Regions from separate parts of the Dromaius novaehollandiae genome. Here region 1 is linked to region 2. Evidence: chromatin contacts called from public Hi-C data. All regions are on one chromosome and are shown on one strand. The core of a region is the stretch at or near the end of the contact, and the rest is flanking DNA. Distances in the headings are between cores, read along the strand shown. Region 1 holds the start of UBE2U (ubiquitin conjugating enzyme E2 U). Region 2 holds the start of ROR1 (receptor tyrosine kinase like orphan receptor 1).

Region 1 (7,195 bases), core at 4,317-6,816, 150 kb before region 2:
ATTACATAACCCTACTGTGCTAAACTGGTTGCTTTGTGGCTGAAAGAATCATAGTAGCCTTTTACTTTTTATATTTAAAATTTTTTTTTCAATTTTCCCTTCATTTTTATATAACTCCCAGCAGACAGCCACAAATGACACATGACTTTGCCATTTGTTTTACTCATTATCAATACAAAGCAGTCTGGAAAAACCATGCATACACCTGGGGGAAATTTTCAGTTATGAGAGGACAGTGTAGTACCATTTAAGGTGATGTAAGTGATGATCACTGAGGCTAGAAATGAGGAAGATGGGCAAAAATTGCTCCATGAAAAAAGCTGCATTCATTTCTGTCTTAAAAAAACAAATGTATAAGCAAACAAAAAAAAACAGAGGGGGCAATACATTTGAATCACAGTGGACCAGGTGTCAAAATGAAACTAGACACTCTGAATTACCCCGATCTTAAGACTCATCCCAACACTCTTGATCAAGACTGACAATGTGTAGCTCAGAAATTTAGAAGTTATCAGCTTCTTTAAAACATTTTTCTGAAGTGCAGAGAACTGGGTGGGTATATACCTCTTGAGCAGCAACTTACACAAGATAAAAAAACATAAATCCTAAAGGCCAAAGGAACTAGCTAGCTTGGTCTATCTAAAAATTGGTAACAACTCCAATAATAGTCATTCACTGCATCACCTGTCCTCATAAGAGCTAAGGTGCTTCCCAGTAAACCACTGGTAAATAAACGCAGAAGTGAAAAGAAATGATTCCTGTTTGCAAAAACAACTGGCCCACAAATCATGTTTGCCTAAGCTCTGCACTCAGCCAGGAGTTTGCATTTTAAAATTCACAGCTACCTACATAAAGCATATTTTATTTTTTTTTATAGAGAAGACATGTAAAAGAGTATCTTTTTCCTTACCTGAATAGCAAGTAAAATGTTAGTTATTGTTAACTTTTCTTTCCACTCCTCAGGGTTGTCAAGGAAGTCTATACACGGCCTCCCAGAGCACTGATCCACTGCAGGAAGGGAAAACATTCAGATGTTGTGTAACTTTACGATGAAACAATCTTGTTGCTAGGTACTAAAGGAACTAGATATCACTGCTGTTTGCCCTGTGTATCTTACATTTTCAAATGACTCAAAACCTATCTACAGGCTTCCTGTCTATGGAATCATCTGCATGGTTACAATCCTGATTTTCCTATATATGTCCCATTTTCTTCCCAGAAAAATCTCTCCTGGCAGAAACTTAAAATTTCTACAGTTGTCCAGGATTTGTGGACATCTAATGGCCAGGTTACAGCAACAGCTCAACAACTCCAAGCAGTCTGCAGTATTTCATCCCTGTAAATTTTAATTGCGACTGCACTGATCAAATGAAGAGAGTGTAGGCGGCAGGTCCTACCTGCTGGGTACGTTCACACGTCTAACCCCAGACAGAAATACAGCAACGCTACTGAGCTGATTCATCACTGTTATCTTCCTCATTCTCCCCTGTTCCTTCCGATTTTTTAAGAATCCACACACTCCTCTTTGAGGATCTTTTTAACAGTGTGTCTACATGGTCATTGCCACAGCAATGGGATCCACTGCAGGAAAGCAGAGCTCCACAAGCGAGCTGAGCCTTGCTTCCTTCCCTCCCTGTTTATGGACATCTAGTCCCATCGTCCCCCTTGTACTGGCTGAATTGTCTGAAAAAATATTTCCTCCTTGTACACACTTTCCTTCTTGCTTATAGTTTTCTGTCAGGTTAGTGAGCAAAACTGCCTCACTGGGAGGCCAGAGAAGCCCAAGGACTGGCAAAAGCAAAGTGTCCTCCTCTCCTCCATGGCAAAGAGCTGTTCATTCAACACCATCCACCCGATGTAGCTGCAGCTTAAATGCTCTGGACCACTACAGGAGCAAACCAGGAACTGAGAGCTACCCCCAGCTCGGTGCTTGCCACCTTCTACAAATGCCTTTGAGCAGCATTATTTTGCGGAGCTGAACAACCAGGCATGAAGCAGCCAGCAGTGAATAAACACAACCGCCTTAGAGTCAGCAGCACGAAACACAACATGCAAACCAGGCACTCCCGTATCTCTGCCAGCTGCTGCAACAGCAGAATAAGGGAGAAAAAGCACATGATCCTTCTTTCGGCACCAGCGTGGAACAACCCAGTGTTTGCACCGTATGCAACTATTGCACCATGCACAGCAGCAGCTTTTCTACAGACACAAAGCTGTAGCTGTGTTAAGACTTGATCCTGCTCTGTATATGGTCTGCATATTTTCGGGACTAAGTCTAACTACTAGATAAGAAAATAAATACATAAATTATATTGCAGGATATTAAGTATATTAAAAGAAATTGCCTAAAAAGCAATGTTTGAAAGGAGAATTATTTATATTGCAATGTTGAGCACTCAAAAATTAGGAAACACCAGATTTACGGCTTCTTGTGTAATCTTCATGGCTTGGCTATCTAGGAATGTTAACTTCCTTAGAATTTGAGATGTTGCAGCATAAACTAATGTGCCCACACACAAAAGTGATTTTTATTTCTTTATCCTACGTCTGACCAATCCGATTCCAACTGTCTTTGGAAAAAAAAACAGCTCTCTTTCAGAATAAGGCTTATGCAAATCTATTTTGGAAAAAAAACATTCAATTTCTGGTACTGTGCCCTGCTGTATCAGTCTAGCGTCCAGATCATCTTTAATTTGTGACTTCTCTAATGCTCCCAAGCTCGTTTGCCTGGATTTGACCTCTTTGGAAATGCCAGCACACAGATGTGTACACCCCCTTGAAGGCTGGAATTAATGATGATTTTACACACCCAGAATCCCACCCTCGGTAAGGCAGCTCGGTCACAGAGCTGCTGTCCTTGAACAGCCTGTCCAATCCCAACAGGAGCTACTGGAACCACCAGGCTCTGCAAGCAGCTCTCCAAGTGACAAGGGAGAAGCGGCAGTGACCTTCCCGAGGAAGGAGAGCATCCTCTTCTCAGTGAGAAGCAAGCTCTCGCACTGCTAGCGAACTCAGTACAGATCTCTAAGAATATGAATCTTCCACAGCCACAGCTGTACTTCCGACCGGGGTCCTTACAGCTCTGTATCCCTCTCCCAGCCGTCAGTGCCACTGTGTGGAGTCATGTTAAAAACCTAACTTTTCAGTTTCCTCCTTTTCCTCTAGCAATATCCTCATGGCATTGGCATAGCTATTTTTCAACACATCCACGGCCATCCGGCAAAGCAGCTGCCCATACGCATAGAAAACCATGTTCACAGTAAATGACAGTTCTGTTCACACTGCTCAGCAGTTGTCCCGCTGTACTGTTTCCGCAGGATTAGGCCAAACGAAACATGGTGTGACACAGGAGGAATTATAGCAAGATGCTTGTTTGAGCCAGTGCCCAGACCCAGGCAGTCCTGGTAGATCCTGCCAGGAAGGAGAGGATTTCTGCTCAGAACATTGTATGTTTAGTCTTAAAAAATGCAGAGCCACTGTACAAGAGAAGTGGCTGAAGTAGCACAGCAAAAGTTTAGAAGCAAATTTTTGTGGCAGCAGTATCTAGGTCAGGTATCAGCAGAAACTCAGCCACAGAAACCTGGAATTCAGCAGGAGCTACGCACCAGAACTTTCACCAGATTTTCTAGACAGGATCTGCAGCCCTCCTGCAGTGAGGTGCATACTGGCAGATGCGCTAGGTATCTGCGTAATGTCTACACTGCAGTAAAGATAAAAGAGTGACTCAGTGTGGACAAACCACGATTCTGAATGAGCGCACTTGCAACCCAAATAATACGAAACAGTGTGCTTTCAGAGAAGCTTTTCATACACAACTTCCCTGGGAATTTCCATTAAAAAAAACTGTCATATGCAAAAGTGATAACCTCCCTCAGAGCTATGGCACCACAGACATCTAGCAGTTGAGCTTAGGAATAACTGCTATCAGCAAATGGTAGGAGAATGCTGTTATCTCTTTTACCAGTCGTGGTGCCATAAGAGGAAGGTGACTGTCTCAGCTCCTTCTCTTTCCTACCCCGGGATCTGAAGAGCTCCAGTCCCCTGTGGTCTCACTGTGTGCTGTGGAAAGTTACTGCTAAACCAATGTACATGGAGTCAGCAGGTTCTGCAGAGGGACCTTCAGTTAGACAGGTGAAATGGATCCATCCCGGGGGCGGCCTGAACACGCAAACAAAGATCTAGACACAGGCGAGAATCCTACGCTTGAAGAACTGGACTCTGTTTCTTGAGGCAATCCGAACCCATTCCTGTTTACTAAAGAAATGCTAGTATAAGGAACTGAAATATCAAGTTAAACACTTCCAAAACATCTGAACACGTGGCTAGTGATTTTCCCACAAACCCTTACCGTTGGGATGGAAGGGAATGGTGTTGAACTTAACAGTCGGAGGGACGTCATTGTACTCTTCACTGTATGTCAGTGACAGCTGAAGAACAGCCCCTGTCACAGAAAAAGACATTAGCTGTAAGCCACTGCATTGCATTTATCAAGCAGAGCACCAGATTTATATCTGAGCAGTTTTGCTTTGTTTATTCCTGTGCTCAGCCACATCGTTGTGTGCAGCTTTCTCAATCCCCTAGGAAAACTGCAGCATGAATGAAAAAACATTCATTATGTTAAAAGACCAAAAGCATTTGCTCAGAGATCAGACGTCATATGCTGTGTGTTAAAGACGCTGCACTAAAAACTAGTGTGTTTTTAGTGCTAACTAATAAAAAAAAGCCGACTGGATGCTATTGTGCTCTTAAACCTGCTTTAAGTCTTTTTTAGCAAATCCTGTAGGATGAAACGACAGAAATACATGTGCAAGCTGCACGTGCTATTGCAAATGCTTTGTGTTTAGGTGTACGACAGACCTTCCCAGAGCGAATCCTTGAGGCCCTGGACTTCAGCTAACCACTCCAGGAAGCTATCGTTCACGGGCCTGGCAAAAATGCCCTGCGACGAACGGAAAGAAGATAAATCTCAGCCGTTAAGTACTCATCTTAAAAAAAAAAAAGAAAAAAACACAGGACTAAATGAATCTCTGGAGCTTTCCAAGTTCCTTGCTGCCTGGAAGCACTTCAGAGACAGGGCAGTATGTTACTGAACGCAGTAACAGCAGTGCGGCCCATATCTTCGTGGCAGCGGCCTCTCCGCGACCCGGCTCCCTTCCACCCCCGGGACACCGCAGCGCTTGGCGGTGAAATTTGGGCATCGGCAAGGCGAGAAAGCCAACGCGCCCAAAATGGGGGAACCCAGGGTTTGCTGGAACTGCTGCAGCAGCTCACGGCCCGGGGGGGAGCGGGGGGAGCGGGCCGCGCTCGGCGTCCACCGCCCCCGCCGCCATGTCACGCGGTGCCGCCCCGCCGCGGCGGCCGCTACTCACGAAGAGGCGGGCGGCTCGGTGCTCCCGGTACTCCCGTCCCAGCAGCCGCCGGGCCCGGCAGCACATGATGGCGGCGGCACCGGCACCGGCACCGGGACCCACCGGTCCGCCCCGGCACGGCCGAGCCCGCCCGCCGCCGCGTCCCGGCCCGCGCGTCGCCTAGCAACGGCGCCGCGCCGCCATTTTGTTCACCTGCTGACTGCGCGGCGCGGCGCGGAGGGGCCCTTGTCCTCTTTGTGAGGATTGGGTTTTTCCGGAAAAATCTTAAAAAAAATAAAAGATTTTCTTTCCCCCTCAAGAATGAGGTATTCTGCTCGTCATCTGGCTCCCCCACGGGGAGCAATGCTTCTCCTATAGGGACCCATATAGGGACGGCAGCGTAGAGGCAGCACTTGTGCTGTCTGCAGGTCTGGATCTACCCGAATAAACTCACTTAACTGTTTACACTGAGGGTGACTGCGAATGAGTGTTGTCATGGTTCCTGTTAGTTACTGTTTCAAAATGTTATTGTGCCTTTGTAAACTATGGGAATGAGTCCCGAAAACATCTGAGTGTGTATAAATACATGCACCCGCCTATATAAACACACATACGCAGGTTGTACCCCGAGTACCGCTGCGTTGATAAATGCACGTGCTTCTTGCGAATCTAACAGATACCTCTGTTTTGTTTTAAATTCCACCAATGAGCGAAAAAACAACCCAACGTTTTCTTCGTACAGGCTGCTGCAGGTTGCGGCGTTGGAAAACGTTCCCTTGGTTGTGCCTCAAGGTTGAAATCCTTCACCCAACCGTTGCTGTACCCCTCTGCCGGAGCAGGAAAACAGGTTTTTAGGGCACAAAGCAGCAAATGAAGGCAGTGCCAGGTTGCCGGTTTGGAAGAGACACCACAACATGTTGCACTGTTAAATAACGGACACCACAGATGCTTCTAATAATTCTAGTTTCCAGTCAATTTTCCCTCCTTTGTCTTAAAGGGCTTTTGATGTGCGGTCACAATATTGTCTCTCTCTCCCTGTTTTTAATAATTTTATATTACCTCAGCAATATAACTGTCCTGAAATATACTGAACTTTAATCTCGGAGAGATCAAACAGGGAGAAATACAATGGGATGGCGAGCGGCTGCCTTGGGGGCAGTGCCCTCCCCTCCTGTAAAAGACAGCCCGCGGCGAGATAAAAATTGTTTCTTGGATTCCGGGAACATCCTGTGCGGAAGGAGGAGGCTTGCAAGACCGGCCAGAAAGCCGGCTCGGGGCCGCAAATACATAGCTGTTGGGGCAGCAGCCGAAGGAAAGCATGTGCGGGGGCAGCTGGAGGATGTGGTTCCTGTGACCGCCCGCGTCCCAGCGTCGCCAGCCCTCCGCGGTTCAGCCCCTTCCGTAAGGCTGACAGCGGAGAATCATTCGCCTACTAGCTCTTCACTAAAATAAAAAGCATTGGCTCCGTCTTAGGCAAACTAAAGATCTGGGACAAGGTACAAAAATCACATAATGTAAGCATATTGTGGTGTCTGGGGGAGGAATTGAGGACAATGTTGGTGGGCAGATCTGGTGGGACACAAGAAGGTGCTCCAAGGAGGTGCTGTCCTGAAGCACAGCTCGTGCTGCTTCTCCAAAAGACGCGTGTTCTCCGTTAGCCGAAACCAGACAGAAGCCCGGCTTCCTGGGTTTTCCCACTGAGCCTCTCCAGCTGAGCCAGAGATGGTGTAATTCTGGTCGGCATGCCTGCTCCTTCCATTCCCCGACCACAGAAAGATGATGAATTCCTATTTTAAACAAAATATTTGTTATTGTGGCATACAGTTCAGATACTGTAATTTTTTGGC
Region 2 (7,081 bases), core at 2,855-5,354:
TTATCCGGCGCGTCTCATGCTGGGCTGCGGGACTGTCCACGTGACCACACTTTCTACACATTTGTGGCCTCATTAGAAGGGCTCGGTCAGCCCATCGGAACATGACGGTGCCCGCAACCAGCCCCCAAACATGCTTTTTTCCTCTCGCTGGTGATAGGAAGCTGAGCTTTGTGGGCACGAGGGTTGGAGTTCCTTCCCTTCTGCCAGCGCAAAGTACCAATTTGCTGTATGTTATAGCATAGCTGTGTCTGTGGTCAGACACTCAGTAGTGAATAGTGCTCTTTTGCTGAAGTCAAGTGACACTGCCAAAACTGACTGAAGCTACTGGCAGTGAAAACTACCTTTTATTCAGGAGAATGGTCTCATTCCTGGGGTTTTTAGGTTATGTTTAGGATTTTAAAAGTCAATGGTTTAATAAAAAGTTCATAAGCAGAGTGAAAACCAGGACAAGATTAAAGGAATTTCCTCCTAACTTCCTGCTAAATCAGATCTCCTCCTCCCCCATGCTTTCTTTTTCCGCTATATGAATCTGGTATTTCTTGTCAGACACTTAGCTTAGTTTTAAGAGGAGAAACAAACCCAGAAAAGCATCTAGCTATGTGCTAGGAAAGGAGATTGGGGCCTGATACCACCGTCTCCTCACCCATGCAAACACACACATTCCTCCTCAGACTGAGGAGCACAGTGACAATGGATTATCCACTTCCTCGCAAAGCTCTAACACTAAAATAAGCATACGTAATGGATTAAATGACAAAGGTAAGCCTAGCTCAGTACTTTGAGTGCTGGGGTAGGACCTGGACTCAACGTGCGTGGAAGGGACTTCCCGCTGCCCAGGCCTGAGTGCCCATGTTTGCAGCAGGGAGGGATTGAATTTCTAAAGCATTCCTTACTTTGTAGCTATGAACCTCTGTTCAAGGTGCAAGACTTCTCACCTCCATGCTCTGAGATGCCTTCGAATGTAGTTTCATCGCTGGCTTAAGCTAATCATGCTGCCACCTCTCTCCCTACGCTTCCTTTCCCAGTCACACAGTCCCACTGCCTTCCTCCTGTCAGCTCTCACAATTGCACGGCCACACAGGACCTTCCCTTCCAGCAGCAGGATGAGCTTAGATCAGCTTAAACTAACCATGAAACCAAACCATTCCATACCAGACAGAGCTGATCCAAGTCAAGATTAAGGATGACCCACATTGTTGGCTTTCCCTGCAGCTACCTGGTCTTCTCAGTCCCACACGTTGTTTCTGACTCACTAAGGAGCTGAGATGGTTCAAGAGATAGATAGGCTGACAGATAATTCTCCCTTCATAGAGTGAAGAGGTTTCTGCCAGTTTAGGTCCCTACCACCTTATTGACAGGGAGCAATGAGGACAAGCAGCTCCCTAAGGGACAGGGAACCAAGCACAGTGACACAGCCAGCAGGGCCAGGGCCTCACCAGCCTGAGCCCCGTCCCAGGGCACCCCAGCAAGGCAGGCCGAGGGGTGGTGGCCAGGCTCAACCAACAGGCATCCGGCAAGTTCGTGGTGATGAAGCAGGTCTGAAATCAAGGCGGGAAGTCAATCTGCAGGTCAGGATCAGGTCCATTGGCAGCAGCCAGGTCAGAAACAGCCCAGAAATCGCCAGGCAGGTCCATGGTGACACAACAGGTCTGGGTCAAGCCAGGAAGTCAGAGCCCCTGAGCAGGGTGTGTGGGTAGAGACCCTAGGTGAGGTTGGCCAGGGCCATTAAGGCCATCTAGTCGCATTAATACTAGAGCTAATGACAGTGGGAAGGTCAGGCCATACAGCTGAGGCAGGATTTTGGCAGCACTAGTCTGGATTCGCTGTGGCTGCCCTGGCCCTCTGGAGGGTTACATCGCAAGTTCTCTCTAAGCTGATCTCATCGTGAGAAGTTCATTCAGCCGACTGGTCCAGTGGAAAATGAACCCTCTGACAAAAAAAGAAAGATGTTTTTTGAGATCAGCCAGCTGGGCCAACCCTCCACGCAGCTGCTCTAGTGTTAGACCCAACGCAGGCGACTGGGACCCTTATTCCAGGGTGGGGCAGGAATGATGGAGCTGCTGCTTTTGGCGGCAACCTGACATTAAACTCATTTAGCTGTAACATAAAATAGTTTCTTAATCTCTCTGTTTTTTGTATAATGAGGCAAGATGTCTGTGAGGTCCAGACACCTTTGAGCTGCGCCCAGGAACAACCCACGGCGAGTGCATGAGGATACAAAAGAAGTCTATGGCAGATCAGGAAACTAACTGCAGATTTGCAAAGTCTTGAGCTAGCTTCTAAATGCTGGATACATGCAGCGTGAAAGGATACATCAGTTATAGTTAAAAAACAAGCCACTTATTTTTAGCTGCAGATCTACCAAAGCGCATGCAATTAGCAAATATAAATCACTTCCGGGCTTGAAGACTGTTCAGCACAGCACGTAAATGAAAGTTAAAACATACATTTGGGGAATACGTAGTACATCTGCTCTTAATCTGCAACATTTTGAAATCAATACAACTATTCTCCCTACTTTTCCTTTAATGTGCAGCAGTCTGTCATACCACAGTGGAAGAACGAGAAATATATTAAACAAAAGCGCTAGAGTGGACATAACCCTAAATACTACAAAGTGAATAGTACAGAGTATTTTTAACTGCTGGATGGCAGAAAGTAGTCAAGGTAAGAATAAACACTGGCTTGGGAGGAGGGATTAGAGACAATTTCTCCTACATGATCTGCAGGATACCGCGGAGATGTAATGCACAGATAAGACTTCAGAGGTGACTCGGGGGAGACGAATCGCCGGTTTGATGCATGTCTACATATTTTAAAACAACGCAAGGCTTGTAGTCAATATCTTTGTGGAATTAGTTCCCGCAGGGAAAATGTATTACACACATAACTTTTTTCTTCTTTCTCGTTGTTTTTAATGAAAAGATAGCTAAGAAGCTGACTGTCTGGGAATGATTTGTAAGTACAATAAACCTAACAAGAGGATGATAAGCAAGATGTAGTAAGAGAATAGTGTCAGAAGTACAGCAAACTGAAAAAGAAACATTACACTTTTGTAGTTACTGACAAAATGTCTTCTTAAGTATCATGTCACATTGTAAAAGACTCCTCATTTTTCTTTCCATCTCTCACTAGTATCCCTATTAGTCTAAACAATTTTTTTTTTCATTTTGACCATCTGGGGCCATATCGCTCATTCTTTGCCCATTAGAAATTCAAATACAATTAAACCAAAATGTTAAGGCTTCTACAGTGGAGTTTCAAGATGAGGCTAGGATGTTTATTCTGCTCCTGCAAAGCAGCATTCTTGGATTCACAGCATCTGCAATCCATGGGAGGACCATGTGTATAGCTGAGATTTCATCAATGATTTTTAAATGCCAACATAATCCAGAAAACGACAATTGGTATTACTTTTTAAAGGTTGGAGATTTACATGTATCTTTGCTTACATTGTCAGTTTTTGGGGACAGGACTTCTGTCTAACGGATGTGGAGACATTGTCTCACTTGAGGCATCCTCCATTTTCTACCTGAGCTTTTGGGAACATGCGCAATGCAAACAATAATATCTTTTTTTAAAACGAACAGGAGATATGAATGACAATTTTCTGAATTATGTAAAAAAAATCAACCACTGTATAGAGAATAGGCATGTGCAAGAAAAACATATATCTTGCTATGTGATTTTTTTTTCAGCAAGCTAGCTTCCTTGTAAAAGCTCGTTGCAGACAGTTTAAGAAAAGCATACATTGGCCAACATGAAGAGTGTATGCTGTTCATGTGAGTCCTGTTACTTTATATGGTCATGCAGCAAAAGCTTTCCATTTTTTTCATGTTGCATGAGAAAATGGTTGATAAACTTGGTCATCATCACGGACAACTCTTAAGCAGTTAAGACTTTGTTTTCAGGATTTGTGTTTTCAACCGGGGTAAGAACAGATACCGAAAGACAGAGAGGTAATGGATTGCACTTGATGCAGGGTTTTAGTTAAGAGCTAGATCCAGTACTGGTCCTTGTCAGGACGTTTCTGACCTACCTTTCACTGCCTGAATCGGCAGGTCAGCGGGCGAGACGCTGCGGTGGCTCAGAGCACGTTCGTAGGCAGTGGGAGACGCATCCCCCGCCGGGGACCTCTTTCTATTTGGAAGCCAGCAGGTTCGGCCACTGAGCAGGTGTTTGTGCCAGCCTGTAGAGCAGCTCCGTCTCCTTCTCCGACCGAAATTTTTGCTTTGCCTTAAGAGGAAAGCGAAGGGCTGGACGCTGGAGGAGAGCATGGTCAGGGGTCAGAGGACAGGCTATAGCCCTAGGGACCGGCAGAAGCGAGCGTCAGGAGGTTCAGTGTAATCTCGTTCGGACAATCTAGCTCAGCCAGTGATCTGGGAGTGCTTTGAAAATTGGCAGGAGACTATGGAAAAGATAAAAGGAAAAGCCTTGAAATAGACCACAATTCTTTCCCTTTCATATATGTATTACACTGGAATTTTATATATATAGCAGAAGGACTCTGTTCTTTATATCCTTGAATTACATCCCTCCATAATATGTAATTTTACCCTTCTGAAAAACTGAGGGTGATAGAATGGGACACAAACACGAGCAACTACTTAATAACATATGCAAATATCGGTGCGCATTTTACACATTATCTTTATTGCTGCTGTTGCTGTTATTATTTTATTTTTGTAATTGTGTGCTGGCGCCCCAGCATTTCATTAAATTTGGTATCCCGTTGTGCCGGGCACTTTCAAAGCATTAATTTAACAACCAGACACAGTGCAGAGCAGGACAGGCAACGGGAGAAGCGTGTAAGAGCAATGCTCGCAGGTGATCACGTGGACTGGCTATTTCCATTTCAGACACTGGGCTTTGCAGGCATCTTTCGGGAGGAAGGAGTTGCATGCGTTTTATCTCTGACTTGCTCATTATCCCCAGGAGTGAGTCTTGAAAAGAAGGTAATGGATTTACAGCTTCGTTCAGGCATGACCAGTCTGCACTTTTGCAAAATATCTCAGGTAATTTCAGGTGAAACTCCTCGTTAACTTCAAAGGAGCCAAGGTCTCTCTTACAGAGTTTGTTTTCTTTTTGTACAAGGAATCAGTCAGCCCAGTCCTCCAAAATCCGATTCAGGGAGATGATTAAGGCGATAGTTTGGAAAGCTCAGCTAACGTTACGCTCAACTATCTTAATTCATGCCTTTACAACGAGTTAGATGACTTTGCAGGCCGCCCCAGATCAACTTGTAGTAAGTGGTTCTGCCAGGAACGAGCAGTGGCATCGGCTCTACATCTCCCAGTTCTCCCCATAAATTAATTGGTAAGGGGTGCTGCAGTCATCAGCATGAACGAGGGAGGTTTCACCACCTTCTTAAACAATATCACCTTTGTTGCCAGGAATGGAGAGCAGTAAAATACTTCAGTCACTAGAGGAAGAAGAAAGTCACAAATTTTGCAGGCGAAAAATAGATTCCAGCATTCCTGGGCTGACAGGTTAATAAGAAGGCCTGAGCATTTGCCTTTTCAATGTATTTACTTGTGAGTCTACACAGGGAATTTGTTAGGGATCTGGCAGTTTGAGCAGGTTTTTATTCCAGCAGCATTTCAATTCGCCTTTAAGACTTTGAATTGAGACAAACCGAACGAAAGGTCCCTTGGTGGAATTTGCATGGAAGTTAGCAGGGGGCTGGCAAAACCGTGATAGCAGGTTTTAGGTATCAGGTTTATAGACTTGTAGTGTACCATCTAACATCTCGTATTTTCCACTCATTCGGCATGTAAAACTTTTATCCATATCAGTGTGAGTTTAGCACACCACTAAAATGGAGACTATGCCCCTAGGACACAAATGATGTAAGGTACCCCGTTTAGTTACAACAACTTGGCTGCACTAAATCTTGATGTTGAATGTTTGCTTTAGTTCCCCCATAAACTTTGTCTGCTGGATTTATATATTTTGGCTCCTTTTATTTTGACTCAAGTGGCTGAATTTGCAATGGGCTTAAGTGAATGCAATTCCACTCACTCCGGCAGCAGATCTGGAGCACAGTGGGTATTTCTTGTTATATAAATACAGGGCCTCATCTGGCAAGATGCTGAGCGGACTAACGCGTTCGGATGTCGATGAGGTCTGAGAGCGCTCAGCACCTCAAGGGACAAATCCCAGACCCTGCAACAGCCGAACTGCAGCAGATCTGTGGTCATTTTCTACAGCCGTTTGTCAGAGCCGGACTACACAGTGCGTTGGCCTGTCCCCGTTACAGTCACAAGCGCAGAAGTTAAGATAGTTGTTTTCCTGGCTATTATAAAAGCACACCTATATCCGCAACAACAATTCCTTAAATTACGAGGAGGATGAAGTTTTTTGTCTCTATAGGTCTATGAAATTTAGCTTCCGCTCACGCGGTTGTGTTTTTTTGGAAATAAAGCAGTATTTCAATAATGGCTTCAGTGGGATTTTTTTAATTCTTGTGCTCTATTTATAATTTTTCTAAAATCCACTTCAATTCCAGTGAAAATGGCTCTGATCTGATAAAGGAGATGAAGTCACTGCATCGGCTTACTCTTTTATTTCCATAAGGTTTGAAAGTTTTGTTCCCTGCAGGTTTGGAGCCCGGGTGTATTCGTCTGTTTTGGGGCAGGAAAGTTCTGCGGAGCAGCGTTTGGTCACCGTTGTCTGAATTTCATTATTCAGCTCTCCAGACTGGCAGAGGGGAAAAGTGCAAGTGAGCTGGGTCACAGGCTGAAATGTGAGAGCAGTCAACTTTTTCTGAAGTTTATGGGAATGAAAGGAAATTTAATACTGTTCAAAAGAGAGATTTAGAGTTGCATCATGTGAAAACAATTGGAGAAGTTCAGTCCTGAGGTCCCGGGTTATTTGGTAACCTACATGACCATTTGTCAGCCTGCAAGAGATGACGTTGGCTTTGCCGCTGGTCACAGTTGGCCTCTGTTTTGGAGGGGTATTGCAATGCCAGAGGAAAAAACACAAGTTATGTTGGTTTTAAAGACCACAATTAATTCTCGTCTTGATCCTCTTCGGTTCATCCCTCTTCTGCTGGCCTCCTCCGGGCTGCCGGTGGGGA

Evidence for each region. A called contact is a pair of places that touch in the nucleus more often than the background predicts.
Region 1: a contact with region 2 is called in a Hi-C map of brain, with 2.8 times the contacts expected there. The contact joins the promoter of UBE2U here to the promoter of ROR1 in region 2. A contact is called at or near these places in 2 of 4 Hi-C or Micro-C datasets (brain and liver).

The regions. Positions count from the first base shown.
Region 1 is chr8:40,158,243-40,165,437 of bDroNov1.hap1, reverse strand. UBE2U (ubiquitin conjugating enzyme E2 U) reads right to left here and starts at 5,566. Exons shown (of 10, transcript XM_026111605.2): 1 at 5,370-5,566; 2 at 4,858-4,939; 3 at 4,349-4,441; 4 at 911-1,008. The coding sequence starts at 5,435.
Region 2 is chr8:40,002,551-40,009,631 of bDroNov1.hap1, reverse strand. It overlaps ROR1 (receptor tyrosine kinase like orphan receptor 1), which reads right to left and starts at 4,104. Exons shown (of 9, transcript XM_064516312.1): 1 at 4,040-4,104.